Linked DNA regions of Mus musculus: regions 1 and 2 are each linked to region 3. The links are chromatin contacts, called in public Hi-C maps. All regions are on one chromosome and are shown on one strand. The core of a region is the stretch at or near the end of the contact, and the rest is flanking DNA. Distances in the headings are between cores, read along the strand shown. Region 1 has its middle 19 kb from the start of Gm13218. Region 2 has its middle 28 kb from the start of Gm13218. Region 3 has its middle 260 kb from the start of Gm30957.

Region 1 (4,433 bases), core at 1,219-3,718, 880 kb after region 3:
ATCATTTGTTTGACAAGCTCATGGTGCCCAATAAGTGCCAGTCAGTCAACCTGCTAGGTAGTCCTAAGTTTCAATGAACTCTCTTAATGAGGAAGTGGGCTCAGTTAACTTTCAGAACTACAACCAAGAGTCTGTCCTAGGAAAACCCACTGATATCTTTGTCATACTTACTGATTTGGAGTTAAGTGTTGGCTGTTTATTCTAGTATATTTTAATATATAATATTATGCATTGGAGTCCTCTATGAATACTTAATATTTAGAAAAATAGGGCATTGACTATTTAATTGTTCATTGAACATTTTTTGAAGCTACTATGTACTAGCTGAGAAGCCAACCATCAGACATACAAAGTTAAATTAAAAAAAATATCAGGCAGAGTGTACAGGCATAGGTCTCAGAAATTCAAGGACATCTTGAATGAGTTTGAGGCCAGCCTAGCTACATGAAACACACACACAAGATAGAAAGAAAGAAAGAAAGAAAGAAAGAAAGAAAGAAAGAAAGAAAGAAAGAAAGAAAGAAAGAAAGGAAGGAAGGAAGGAAGGAAGAAAGGAAGAAAGGAAGAAAGGAAGAAAGGAGAAAAGAAAGAAAGGCAGGACAGACACAGAGAGAAAGAGAGAGAGAGAATCAAATTGTTTACCACAGCAATACGGTGGGTGCCTAACATGTAGCATGTTCCCAACAGCTGCCATTGCTCTCGTCATGTGTTACATAATTCTCACACAATGATTAATAACTATTATTTTATTTCTCCTGTTTTGTGGATAAGAAAATTAAAGCTCAGAGGCATTAAATAACTTACCTAAGCCACTCCACTCATCAAGAACCATACTGGGTTTTTTAATCAAAATTTCTTTGTCTCTAAATGTATCCTTTTCCTTTCCTGTACTTTCAACCAGTCACCATCATCTGAAACCATCATCTTAATTGATTTGCTCTGCTAAGCACATTTATTAACTTAGTTGCCATCACGCTATAAATTAAACAAAAAGAATCCAAGGTAAACAGTAATCACAGAAGAGAATCACAAATCCCCTTAGGAAACAGTTTAAATGCTGAGGAAATGAAATTAAAGCAATGTACTATATAAGACGATTATCAAGACGTGGACCATGACTGGATTTTCACATCTGATACAGTTTTAGGACACGTGTAGCATCTCAATTAATAAAGGAAAATCCCAGCCTTGGTGATGGAGAAGAGTTAGGGAACATTGGCTATTTGGTGATCTCATCCGGTGTGACCCCAATTTGCATGAGGGGTGAATAAAAACTTTGTCTTATATCCCCAGTTACTCTAGATGTATTTTTTTGCCCTGGGGTTGTATTTAGCCAGATGTGCCTTGATGGGAACCTCATTCAGGGAGATTTGCAATGTCTCAGAAACCACCGGAGGACAGAGTTTTCTAAGTTCATGAGTTTCAAGGACCAGCTACTGTCCCAAAGAAATAAACCAGCTGAAATGAGACAGGCATGCCTTTAGTTCTAGTTCTGGCCTGAATGAAATCCATTCTGATAAATTGATACCATACAATTATTTAGAGATTTCAAAACAGGGCCAGATTGTGAGTGTCTGATCCTAAGAGCTGCCTCCTGCCTGCCTAAGACATTATCCAATATTGATTGTAACTTTTAAGTTCCCCTCATAAGGTAGAAGTTGGCACAAATGATCCCCTTACTTTCTAGTCAATTTAGCTGGAGAGTGGAGTCCATGAAAGAACTTATTTGATTTAGATGTTTACAAATGTACACTGCTTTTCTTGGCCTTTAGAAATGGCACAAGGATAAACTTTTTTTTATCATGTTTCAGGAAAATGTCTCCTGATATTCACTGTTCAATCGCATTTTTAGCTGAAGAGTACTTAAGAAATGCACCTTTAAATTATTCAAGAGTAACTCAAGAGATGTCTACCACAATGGTTTATCCCGATACCCGAACAACTATCTAATTGGCTCTTTCTAGAATGCTACCAAAGTTTTCAAATGTAGAGTGCAGTTAGGTGGGCCCTTCATTTTGTAGGTCATGAAATGATAGGGTCAAGGGTCAAAGAAGACGTTTGGCTGACTGCTGGATTAGAGAGCTTATCCACACATTGGGCACTCAACACTGTGTCCCTTCCAATTGAACTCTAATGCCTCTCAGACTTTAAAAGATTCTCTCCTTATATAATAATAGTAAATCTGAGGCAAGAGTGGGTTAGAAATCCTCCCTCATGTTACTGTAGCAAACCAATTACATTGTTAATTGGCCTACATTATATTGTGAAGAATCGTTTAATTTTTTTTTTAATTCTACCTGGCTAATTATAAATGGATGGTTCCAGAACACCTTAAGTACCTTCTCCCTCACACAAACTCATTATGGTGAAAAGAGTCTTGATGATTTCAAGGCTGTGGCTTGGCTTCCTTGCCCTCCCTGAGGTCTCTCAGATGAGTCACCACTTTCTCAAGTGTAACAGAATCTTGGTAGCTGCCACTGCCTAAGCTGCAGAGGCTGGAATGGCAGAAACGCCAGCCAACCACACTCGGGGGCCCTCCTTGGAGTCTCCTCCCCTGCCTCGCACATCATTAAGCAAATTGTCAGCTCAGTTTTAATTACGGTGCTTTTATGGCTGCTGGTGATGTAAGAGGCACAGTGGGCACACCTTGTTTTTTTCCAAGCCGGGCTGTGTTTGTAGTGCTGGCAGTTGGGGCCAAAGCATTTTTCATCTCGCAGAAATGGAGCTAATTTATGTGGGAACCCAGACCCTCTCCGTGTTCTGTGAGCTGCATCAATTTGCAGAGTCTAATGAGCCCTTTTTAAATGATGGAAAAACCCTGTTTGCCTGCAATACTGAAGATCCTTTTAAAACCTGCCATGAGGGAACGTATATGCTCAATCAGAAGGAACCAAGCTCACCTTGCCCTGGTTTGTTGCCTAACCTAAGAGACAGAGGCTGGGGAAACGCTGGTGCCCATGAGGCCCTACAAGTCTGTAGACAGTAGTCTTGACCACTTTTGGGAATGAGAAGTGCCACTCACACTAGTTTGGTAGAGAGGGCTTGAGTTCTGAAAAAGGCCCGCTGTTTGTCTTCGAGTTAATAAGTTCCCAGTGAAGGAATGGACAGCTGGAAAGAGCTACAAATACATAACCAACAAAGCCACCTCAAGTTCTTTATGAACTTGCAATGCAGCAAGACGCACAGCTGGCCATAGTCAAGGTTTCCTTCAATGATGCCTTCAAGGGAAGAAAGAATCAGCTGCTTCTAAAGAGGGCCAAGGTCACCATCTCCCAGCCCAACCAAAGCTAAAGGAATCAGCGAGGGGCCTATAGAGGCCTCTGTAGGTAGAACAGTTGCCTGGTGTGCTGGGGGGATGTGGCTTGATCTCTAGAACCATAACTGGACATGACCAATAACACTGGTGCTCAGAATTAGAGACAGGAAGATCATAAGTTCAAGGTCATCTTCTAGTACATAGGGAGTTAGAGGTCAGTCAGACCACATGTGCTCCTGTCTAAAAAGAGAGAACGAAAGGGCAGGAAGAAGAAAGAGGGAGCTCTGACTAGTTTGTAATGAGAACTAATGAGAGAGCAGTAGACAATCGTTGCAGAGCGACTGATAGTCTAAGTGCTGGGCTCTGTTGGATCATACGCCTGTGCTGACCAAAGGATTTCCTCCAAAGGTTCCCATTCAGGTGAATAAATATTAGCGTGCCGAGCTCCAAGTTTAAACTAGTATTTACGGTTCAGTGATACTCTGCCGTTTAAAAACCTTCTTATGTTATCGATTCCCCTTTCAGAAACGACTTCAAAACCTTGCTCAAAGCAAAAACCATGTGAATTGTCCCAGAGCTAAATGACAAGGGCCCACAATCCTAGAGTTCAAGGTTAGAACTTCTCTGAGGTGAAAATGTGTGAAATAATTTAAAAAATAAGTCAGTGATTATGTAAATACCCTTTCTTGTAAGTGACCAGAGGTGACTATGGCAATGATTAGTTAGTCTCCTGACCCAGAATACCCTACAAAATCAGGCAAAACAGAAGGCTCAAATCCTCCTAGTCACTTTAAGAACACTCAGGAAACCGTTCTGGCCATCAAGAACACCCGTGTCTAAAAAGCCATCAAGTATCTGAAAGATGGCACTTTAAAAACCCTTCTTTCTGACAGTAGAATAGAGTTGGTGTTCCCTAGGCTAACTAGTAGGGCTGGACAGAGAGTTGGTGGCCCTAAAAGAGTGCAGAATTTCAGAGTAATCTTAACTTAAGGACTTAGGTATACATGCTCGAGCCATTGAACATCTCTCCGGTGAACACAACACTCAAGATGCGCAATTGAATTCATAGAGCACAGCATCAGATCAACCTATACACAGACCCCGCACCCCCTGCCATATTGGGACAATCCTCACTGACACAGGAAGTGTTCCTAAGCAAGAAAAAGAGGATGCTCGG
Region 2 (4,412 bases), core at 619-3,118, 930 kb after region 3:
TCCTCTGACCTTCAAAGGATTGAATTACTTTCCTATGTGTGTATAGACAGACAGACACACACACACAACACACACACACACAGAGAGACTTTTTTTTAAATTAAGCAAAAAAATCCTTGGTTTTAAAGTGTTCTGGAAGTTTCCTAACCTGTGTGAAACTCCATTTTTCTTCCGTCTCAGAAGATTAAGTGTTCTGTCAGTTCCTATCAGAAAGTAGAATCTCTACTTCCAAGAAGCCAGGTTATTTCAAGCCCTGCTGCCTTTCGCTTGTCATTTGCCTAACCCTGAAAGCAAACTTTCCCAAAGGAATCTCTTCTAAGGACCCATGTGCTCCTGCTATTCCCAATAGGCTCCTTCATTATTTTATCTAAGCCTTTACTGCACTGACTGAGCTTAGCCTGACAGAACCAAGAGCTTCTCTGCTGTCCTGTGAACAGAAATGAACCCAGGAGAGAAGCGAGAAGCAATTCTTTCACTGCCTACACTCACTGGCTAAGTAAACAATGCCCTTTGCTCATTTTACATAAAATGTTCTCATTTACATAAAATATTTACCTAAATGATTGTGTGCAAAGTAAAACCAAATTGGTTAACTATTCAAGGAGGACTTGAGCGAGATTCTTTCAGGATCATTGTTGTTTTCTCTGGCTCTTTTTTGTTTCCCAGTGCAGGGATATGTATGTAGGCAGGTGTTCTACCACTGAGCTACATTGCCAGTCTTCGTGTTGGCTTTTTCTTTAAAAACAGTATCTTCCATTTCAACCCTTTTAGCATTCCTTTAAAAGAGAAGAGGACTCCAACTTGAAGCCTTTGAGCTTTAAACTGAAAAAAAAAAAAAAAAAAAAGAATACAAAGAGCATCCTTCCAAAGGCAACGGCCCTAATTCAGGCACTGGGAACTCTGCTTAAATACCCAAGCTCCACTGTCCCCAACACAGAGACTTGACTAAAGTGACTAATTATAGCGACTAAACTCCATCATGACAAGGAGAATGTCCATTCACTCAGAGTAGTGGCCTCAATACCTAACAATTCAGGGCTTGACACATGAACTCCACTAAGGGTAGAATGTATAGGATCCACATTGAAGGGAAGAATGGAAGAATACTCACAGACGATAGCCCAAGTAAGGCAACACTTCAAACAGAAATATCCACTTTATTTCATTGGCATTCAAAACCCGAGTTCTTACTTGATTGTCTTTGTAGACATCAGATCAGCTTCTCCACTGGAAAGAACGTAATAGCTGATGTCTGAATTGTTTTAAATAATGAGAAAGGTTTGAGGGTGAAGCTTTAGCAGAAAGCCCTGGCTTCAGTCCCCAGCACTACATATACCTGGCATGGTAGTCCACACCTATAACGCCAGGACGCGACAGGAGAGGCAAGATGATCGAGAGTTCAAGGACATCCTCAGCTATGTACGGGGTTCAAGCTAAGTCTGTGATACATAAGCTTTTGCTTTCTGCAATCATCCTATCCAGTTAAAAAATCTTGATGATATGTGATTACTACTAACAGTCTATTTGTCAAGTCTGCATGGAGACTCACCTCACAGTAGCTAAGGGTGGCCTTACAACTGTCTAAGACTCTCTTGTTGCCATTTTCCCAGTAGATGAGGCTGACGTTTTGCCTGGGATAGTCACAGGTGATGATGTTCTACTATTTGGCAAACAAATCATAATAAGAGCCACGTAAATCTCAAGCGCGGGATGAAGCACCTTGGTGTTCCTGAGACACTTAACTAGGATTTGCTCCTGCGGTTCTGCACAAGGCATCGAAGGGAGCGAGTGGCTTGCCGGAGCTGCTCTGCACGGATGACATCACCGCTTGGCTTTCCGAACACACCTTCTTGGCTCTCGCTCTTTTGGCTCCCTTCCATGTAAACAAGGCCTGATTAATGCTGCAGAAGGCCTGTGAATCACGTATTCCACTCCCACAGGGGAAGGCAGAATGTCACTTTTTCCTCATTTTGTACACAGAGCATTTGGGTATTTAATGTGGCATCCCTAGCAACGACATAGAAACTGCTTCAGTGCCTGGCTGCCAGCCTCGTGACACTTTCTGTGAGAGCAGCTGACGGCTTGCCCACTGGAAGGCCTGTGTTAACACCTGAAGCTGCATTCAGAGGACTGACCATTATGGCTGGAACACAAGCACATGACAAGCCTGCCCTTTGATGTAGAGACAAGGAGAGAAAGGAGGCATCTTTTCTAAACCGAGAGCAAATGGGATCCCACCATTCAGTCCCAGCTGCTGTAGATTCACCAGAGCCTAGGTTGGGGGCGTTGCAACCCCTGCTATTGCTACCTCAGCCAGCTGGCAACCGCACTGAACACATATCTAATCAGTAAATCAAGGGAAGCCAGGAAAAATAAAAGCAAAAATCTCCCCCCAGCACAAAGAAGGAAGCTTTGGTCGTCAATCTTTATGACCAGGCCACAAAAATCGTTGAACGGCTGTAAACAGTCAACAAGTGATTTGGAAGAATTTCACTTGGAGGAGAGAGTAACCTTGGCCATCAACGCACCTTGGGGCCATGTAGAGCTTTATAGAAGTACTGAGCTCCACCAGACCGGCATGGTTCACCTCAGGGGAGGATTACGCTGTGGCCTCAGTTTTTGGGCAAAGAACATTCCAGACTCATGAGTTGATTTTCTTGTGCAGACCCTGAAAGTGGCAAATATTAAAATAACCCACTGGTCAAAATAATGGCTCTCGAGCATTTCCTTTTCCTCTCTGAAGAAAGCCTGGGAGAATGGAGAAGCGAGCCTTTCTTTTCTGTCCTTCTCATGTGACCTCCACAGAAAACAACACAGGTGTGCTCCACTAGCTTCATAGAATTTATTTTTCCAGAAAACCACATTGTTTTCCATTTTTATAAGCCAGGATAGGAAGACTATGAGATCAATTCATCAAAAACTACTCAAGTCCCTCTGAAGGAGGAAGTGTATGACCATGGTCACCTCCAAGGTTAATGTCTTTCTTATGAGGTATGGTGCAACTTTCAACATGCAACAGTCAAAGGTAAAGTCATGCAACAGTCAAAGCAAGCCATGAAAAGTTAGCAAATTGTTTGAATTCTTTCCATTTAGAGAGGGAGAGAGAGAGAGAGAAAGACTCAAGATTTTATTCGCCCATATTTCAGAATACGTGTGGCATATAAATACACAGATACATATGCACACATGCACACATGCATGCATGCATGCATACAATGCAGGGTCTAATACACAGGTCATTCAGGGGAAGTATTTGATTGTTTTGGTCATAACATCAACTCAGAGTCCCAGACTTCTTGAGAATTCTGAAAGCAGACTCAGACAACAGAGTCACCAGACCAGTGAAATGCAAGTCCACATGCAAAGCAAGAGAGACAATTCCAGTCACCACCTAACCCAGGAAGAAGTGAAATGGCTACTTTGAGTACTTGAGGGGGATCCACTGGCCCACCCTTTGGGCTATTTGTGCTCCCTGGACCTTTTCTGCGGAGCTCCTTGCCCCTGGCTCTGCCTGGCAGGTGGAGCTTGTGAGATTCCCCTGTCTTGCCCAATACCACAGGGTGTATTATTATTACCTATATTGCACAAGATTCACTTTCTTTGTCTCAGCATCACAAGATTACAGGGATTCCTTGGGTGGAACACAAACATTCTTCCCTAGCAAGTGCCACAGTTAGAGGCTCCTCCTCACTGCCAGCGTGTGGTGTGTCTTTGTGATTTGATGTTTGATGAGCAGAATTGCTATGCCTTGGAGTCCACATGAGGACACTAAAAATAACTGTGTGGGGATTTGGTTAGGACACACAAACATTAACATCACTACTTGACTACTTGTTTCTTAATTAAATATAGAGGCGATCGGTGACACTGTTGCTGTGATGCTAATACCACAGAGCACATGACAAGGAGGTTTCCCAAATGCTGGGTTTGATGATGCACATCTAAACTCCCAGCCCCTGAAGATGTTAGGCTGGAAGGTAGTGGCTTTGAGACTTTCCTCTGAGACAGAGGAAGACCTGTGGTTGCCAACACGCATGACAGGTAGCTCCAGTGTCAGGAGATTCCGTGTCTTCTTCTGATCTCTCTTGGCACCTGCACTCATGTCCACACACACATATGTACACGTAATTAAAAATAAAATCTAAAAAAAAAAAAAAAAAAAAAAACCTCAACACTTCCTGTTTGTTAATTGAATTATTTTATCTTCTGCTCATTCCAAAATGCTATTGCATTACTTTGTTGTCATTTGTTGACACAGTTGGGGTTTGTTAGCATATAAAAACCTCTAACTAATTTGATTGGAATCTCAGAAAATAAAAACCTGAATCCCCAGGAGATTGGAAGATCAGGTCTCCCACCTGTAAAATAGTTTGTGACCTCTTTGTGATTCTATGTCAATCACTGATTCTAAA
Region 3 (3,889 bases), core at 885-3,384:
AATGATTTTTCTCTTATTATTTGTTTCACAGTTTCATTCTTAATATAATAAACTAAGCGGACCCAAAGGATATACTCAGTAAATGTTTATTAAATGAATGAATAAATGAGGAAGCAAAGATATCCCACTGTCAGGGAAATGATAATATTGTGCTATTTATATATGAGTCTCAACATAATTGGTCCTGATACCAACAAAAGTGCAAAGAGTAAATCAGTTCTTGATAAATATTCACCATTTGTCAATAATTGTGTGGTATGATGAGAAATGAGTAAGTAAGAAATGTGTGTGATCTCTTCTGTACATATGCACGGACTCATGCATTTTGGTGTCTTCATGGGTCCTATACTTAAGGACTTATATACAACAGAAAACACACATGATGTAATGCAGACCAGCAGATCCCCAGTAACTTCTAAAATTAAAAAATATATAAATAAATAATAAAAGCTTATTTTCTGATTTTTTGAAAGAACCAGTGTCTCAGTTAAGCATTTGTGACACAGATTCAATCTTTCTGTTCACATTTATTTTGAAGATATTTCTCCTAAAATAATACTACTATTAATACTATCATTTCTAATACTACCCTGGATATATAAGTGACAAAGACAGAGGCAGCCTGACCAAAATGAGCTCAGAATCAAATACACTTGGGTTTCTAGAAACATTTTAATTTACTCGGTTATTATTTCGCACACATGCTTTATTGTGAGAGTTGCTCAGAGTGAAGGGTTCATGATTCTTTGCTCGCTCTCTCTCTCTCTCTCTCTCTCTCTCTCTTCTCTCTCTTTCTCTCTCTCTCTGTCTCTCTCTCTTCTCTCTTCTCTCTCTCTGTCTCTCTGTCTCTGTCTCTGTCTCTGTCTCTCTCTCTGTCTCTGTCTCTCTCTCTCTGTGTCTCTCTCTCTGTCTCTCTCTCTGTCTCTCTCTCTCTCTGTCTCTGTCTCTCTCTCTGTCTCTGTCTCTGTCTCTCTGTGTGTGTGTGTGTGTGTGTTGGTAAATGTGCATTTGTGCAAAGTGCATATGTCCTGGTCAGAGAACAACCTTCAGTCCTGAAGATCTTCTACTGTTTGCTTGAGATAAGGTCCTACAACAGCGTGGACTTCAGCATTTAGACCAGGTTAGGAGTCCCATGAGTGTCTTGGAAGTCCCTACTCTCCACCCCCCCAACTCTCAGAGCTGAGATTATAGATACAAGTCACGTCTCTTTATGTGGGTTTTGGGGATCTGAACTCATGCTTGCCAGGCAAGCCTTTACACCCTGAACTGTCCCCAGCAACCTCCTTTCTTTTATTGACTTTTGATTCCAAGGCACAGAAAACCTAAATAATTCTTACAGCAGTTTTCAGATATCAGATCCAAAGCTGGGCTGTATTCTTGTATGCTGCATCATATCTGAATTGGGTGTCAGCTGTACAATTTCTAAGTTCCTCCTCAATATTGATGTATTTACCAGGACGCCTATGTAAGGGAAACTCCTCTTCGATTTATGTTTAAACCCATTAGCATTTTTCATGTATGTAAATAGTGATTTCCAAATTATTTCATTTCTTCTTTTTATAGAATCTTTACCTGTTAGAGAAGCTCCATCATTCTAATTAGGCATGGCTATGATACTGTACACAAGCCACAAGCCTAAAAGTAGCATGAATGGAAATTAGGTATCCAAACCAGCACTTATGTATCTGTAGCTTGAAGGACACCCGGGCCACTTATGTAACAAAGGGTGAGAAAAACTGCTCCTCCTTTGGAGCTTTAATTTCAGTCAGGTTTGGGATCAGGCTTTGTTTGTTCCCTCCCGGGTCATTGTTGTAGGTGGTTTGTCTTGCCCTGTTCATCCGACGTCAGCTTTACAGTTTATTGCTCCAGTGATAAATTTTAATTTCTACTTATTTATTTTTGTTGTTGTTGTTCCTGGTGTATTTATTTTATTTGTTTCCACTGACTTGCAGACCAGGATGGCAATTGTTATATAGTAGTTTAGTTTTAAAAGAAATAAGACTGCTCAAGCAGCTAATACTGGAAGATGTATCACCAGCCTGAATAATTGTGACAACCATAGACCGTATCAGGGCCTGTTTGTTTGCACAATACCCTCCTGCATTAAGAAATCCGTCCCAGCTGTCTTGGGCTCCGGAGTCACCCATTTCATCACTTGACACTGCAGCAGATGTTATGGACTGATAACGGACCTCCCTTCATTCACTCCCCATCTAAGATTACCTCTAGAAAAAAAAAAACTAATACATTATAACCCTCCCAGCCATTTGTTAAAAAAAAAAATCAACAATATATTCTCCTCTTTAGCATTAAATGATTTTTTTCTTTCTTTCTCTTTAGATGCACACACTATATAAACATGAACATTTAACACATTTGTTGCATGGTTTTCGGTAGGCAAGACAAATCAGTGAAAGACAAGAATGTAATGATTTAATTGAATTACGGGCAGATCAGATTTAGAGTTGATGACTCCTGTCCCCATTATATTTGAAAGATGCTCTTTGCCTTTGGTGACAGACAGATGCCCTGTGTGCACAAGCTCATTTTAAATGAGGGTTTCTTTAATTCTGAAAAATCGAAGTAAGAGAGCTCAGCTAAGGGACTTAAGGGGAGAATAAAATCTGAATTAAGTTGAATGCATTTCTTAACTAATCATTAGAGTCTGCTCTTCAGTTGGGAAACTGGAGGATTTGAGTACATTTAACACAAAGAGGGCTGAACATTGATTAAAGATCACACAGGGGACAGTGAGGACTGACCACTGCTTAAAGACCATGCAGGAGGAGAGTGGGGACTTGCCATTGCTTAAAGATCATGACAAGCACAGGGAAAAATGGCCATTGCTTAAAGAACATGCCGGGGCAGTGAGGACTGGCCATTGCTTTAAAAAGTGAACACTTCTTGTAACCAGAATGCCTTAAGGAAACTGGGCATTAAAAACGAATAGACATATACAAACAACCTGTACATTAGATGAAAAAAAGGCTTTGTAAATGAAAACCATTACTCCACTGCGTGTGTTGCGGGAAAGTAAGGGGTGGAAACGTGTCTCAGGTAAAACTGCAGGTCATCTGTGGCATTTCATCATGAGTCACTGTTCCAGACCTTCAAGATTGCACCTTCAGGCAATTGTTTCCATCATTTTTTTCCTGCAGCCTTTTGACATAAAGGTAGACTCTCAATGACAACTGCCTGCTACAGAATTTAGTATATGCACACAGACACATCTGGCCACTGAGACCCATGCCGCTGAGATGCTCATGCTGTTTGGACCCATCCCATCTGCAGACACCAAACCCAGACACTATTACTGATGCCAAGAAGTGCTTGCTGAGAGGGGCCTGGAGTAGCTGTCTCCTGTAAGGCTCAGCCATAGCCTGACCAATACAGAAGCAGATGCTCATAGCCAAACATCGGATTGAGCACAGGGATCCCAATGGAGAAGTTAGGACAAGGACGGAAGAAGCTGAAGGGGTTTGCAGCCCCATAGGAAGAATAACAATATCAACTAATCAGACCCCCTCCCCTCAAGACCTCCCAGGGACTAACCCACAAACCAAAAAGTATACACGGGGAACCCATGGTTCCAGCTGACCATGTAGCAGAGGATAGCCTATCTGGCATCAATGGGAGAAGAGACCCTTGTTCCTGTGGAGGCTCCATGACTCAGCATAGGGTAATGCTAGGGCGCTGAGGCAGGGGTGAGTGGGAGGGTGAGAGAGCACCCTCATAGAGGCAGGGGGGGTATAGGGGGCTTCTGGAGGAGAAACTGGAAAGGGGGATAACATTTGTAATGTAAACAAACATAGCGATTTTTTTTCTTTTTTTTATTAGATATTTTCTTTATTTACACTTCAAATGCTATTCTTAAAGTTCCCTATACCCT

Evidence for each region. A called contact is a pair of places that touch in the nucleus more often than the background predicts.
Region 1: a contact with region 3 is called in a Hi-C map of the N1E-115 cell line, with 3 times the contacts expected there. The contact joins two enhancer-like sites. A contact is called at or near these places in 3 of 484 Hi-C or Micro-C datasets (the N1E-115 cell line, embryonic fibroblasts and embryonic stem cells).
Region 2: a Hi-C map of the N1E-115 cell line shows a contact between it and region 3, with 4 times the contacts expected there. The contact joins two enhancer-like sites. A contact is called at or near these places in 2 of 484 Hi-C or Micro-C datasets (the N1E-115 cell line and myocytes).

The regions. Positions count from the first base shown.
Region 1 is chr2:9,571,868-9,576,300 of GRCm38.p6, forward strand. No RefSeq gene overlaps it. Among named protein-coding and RNA genes, the nearest start is that of Gm13218, 19 kb to the right of the region's middle. Within about 2 kb of position 2,469, at least 38 of the 459 cell types and tissues checked have an H3K27ac peak or open chromatin away from gene starts, as enhancers often do. A contact at or near this core is called in the N1E-115 cell line, where this site is marked.
Region 2 is chr2:9,618,918-9,623,329 of GRCm38.p6, forward strand. No RefSeq gene overlaps it. Among named protein-coding and RNA genes, the nearest start is that of Gm13218, 28 kb to the left of the region's middle. Within about 2 kb of position 1,869, at least 86 of the 459 cell types and tissues checked have an H3K27ac peak or open chromatin away from gene starts, as enhancers often do. A contact at or near this core is called in the N1E-115 cell line, where this site is marked.
Region 3 is chr2:8,689,332-8,693,220 of GRCm38.p6, forward strand. No RefSeq gene overlaps it. Among named protein-coding and RNA genes, the nearest start is that of Gm30957, 260 kb to the right of the region's middle. Within about 2 kb of position 2,135, at least 6 of the 459 cell types and tissues checked have an H3K27ac peak or open chromatin away from gene starts, as enhancers often do. A contact at or near this core is called in the N1E-115 cell line, where this site is marked.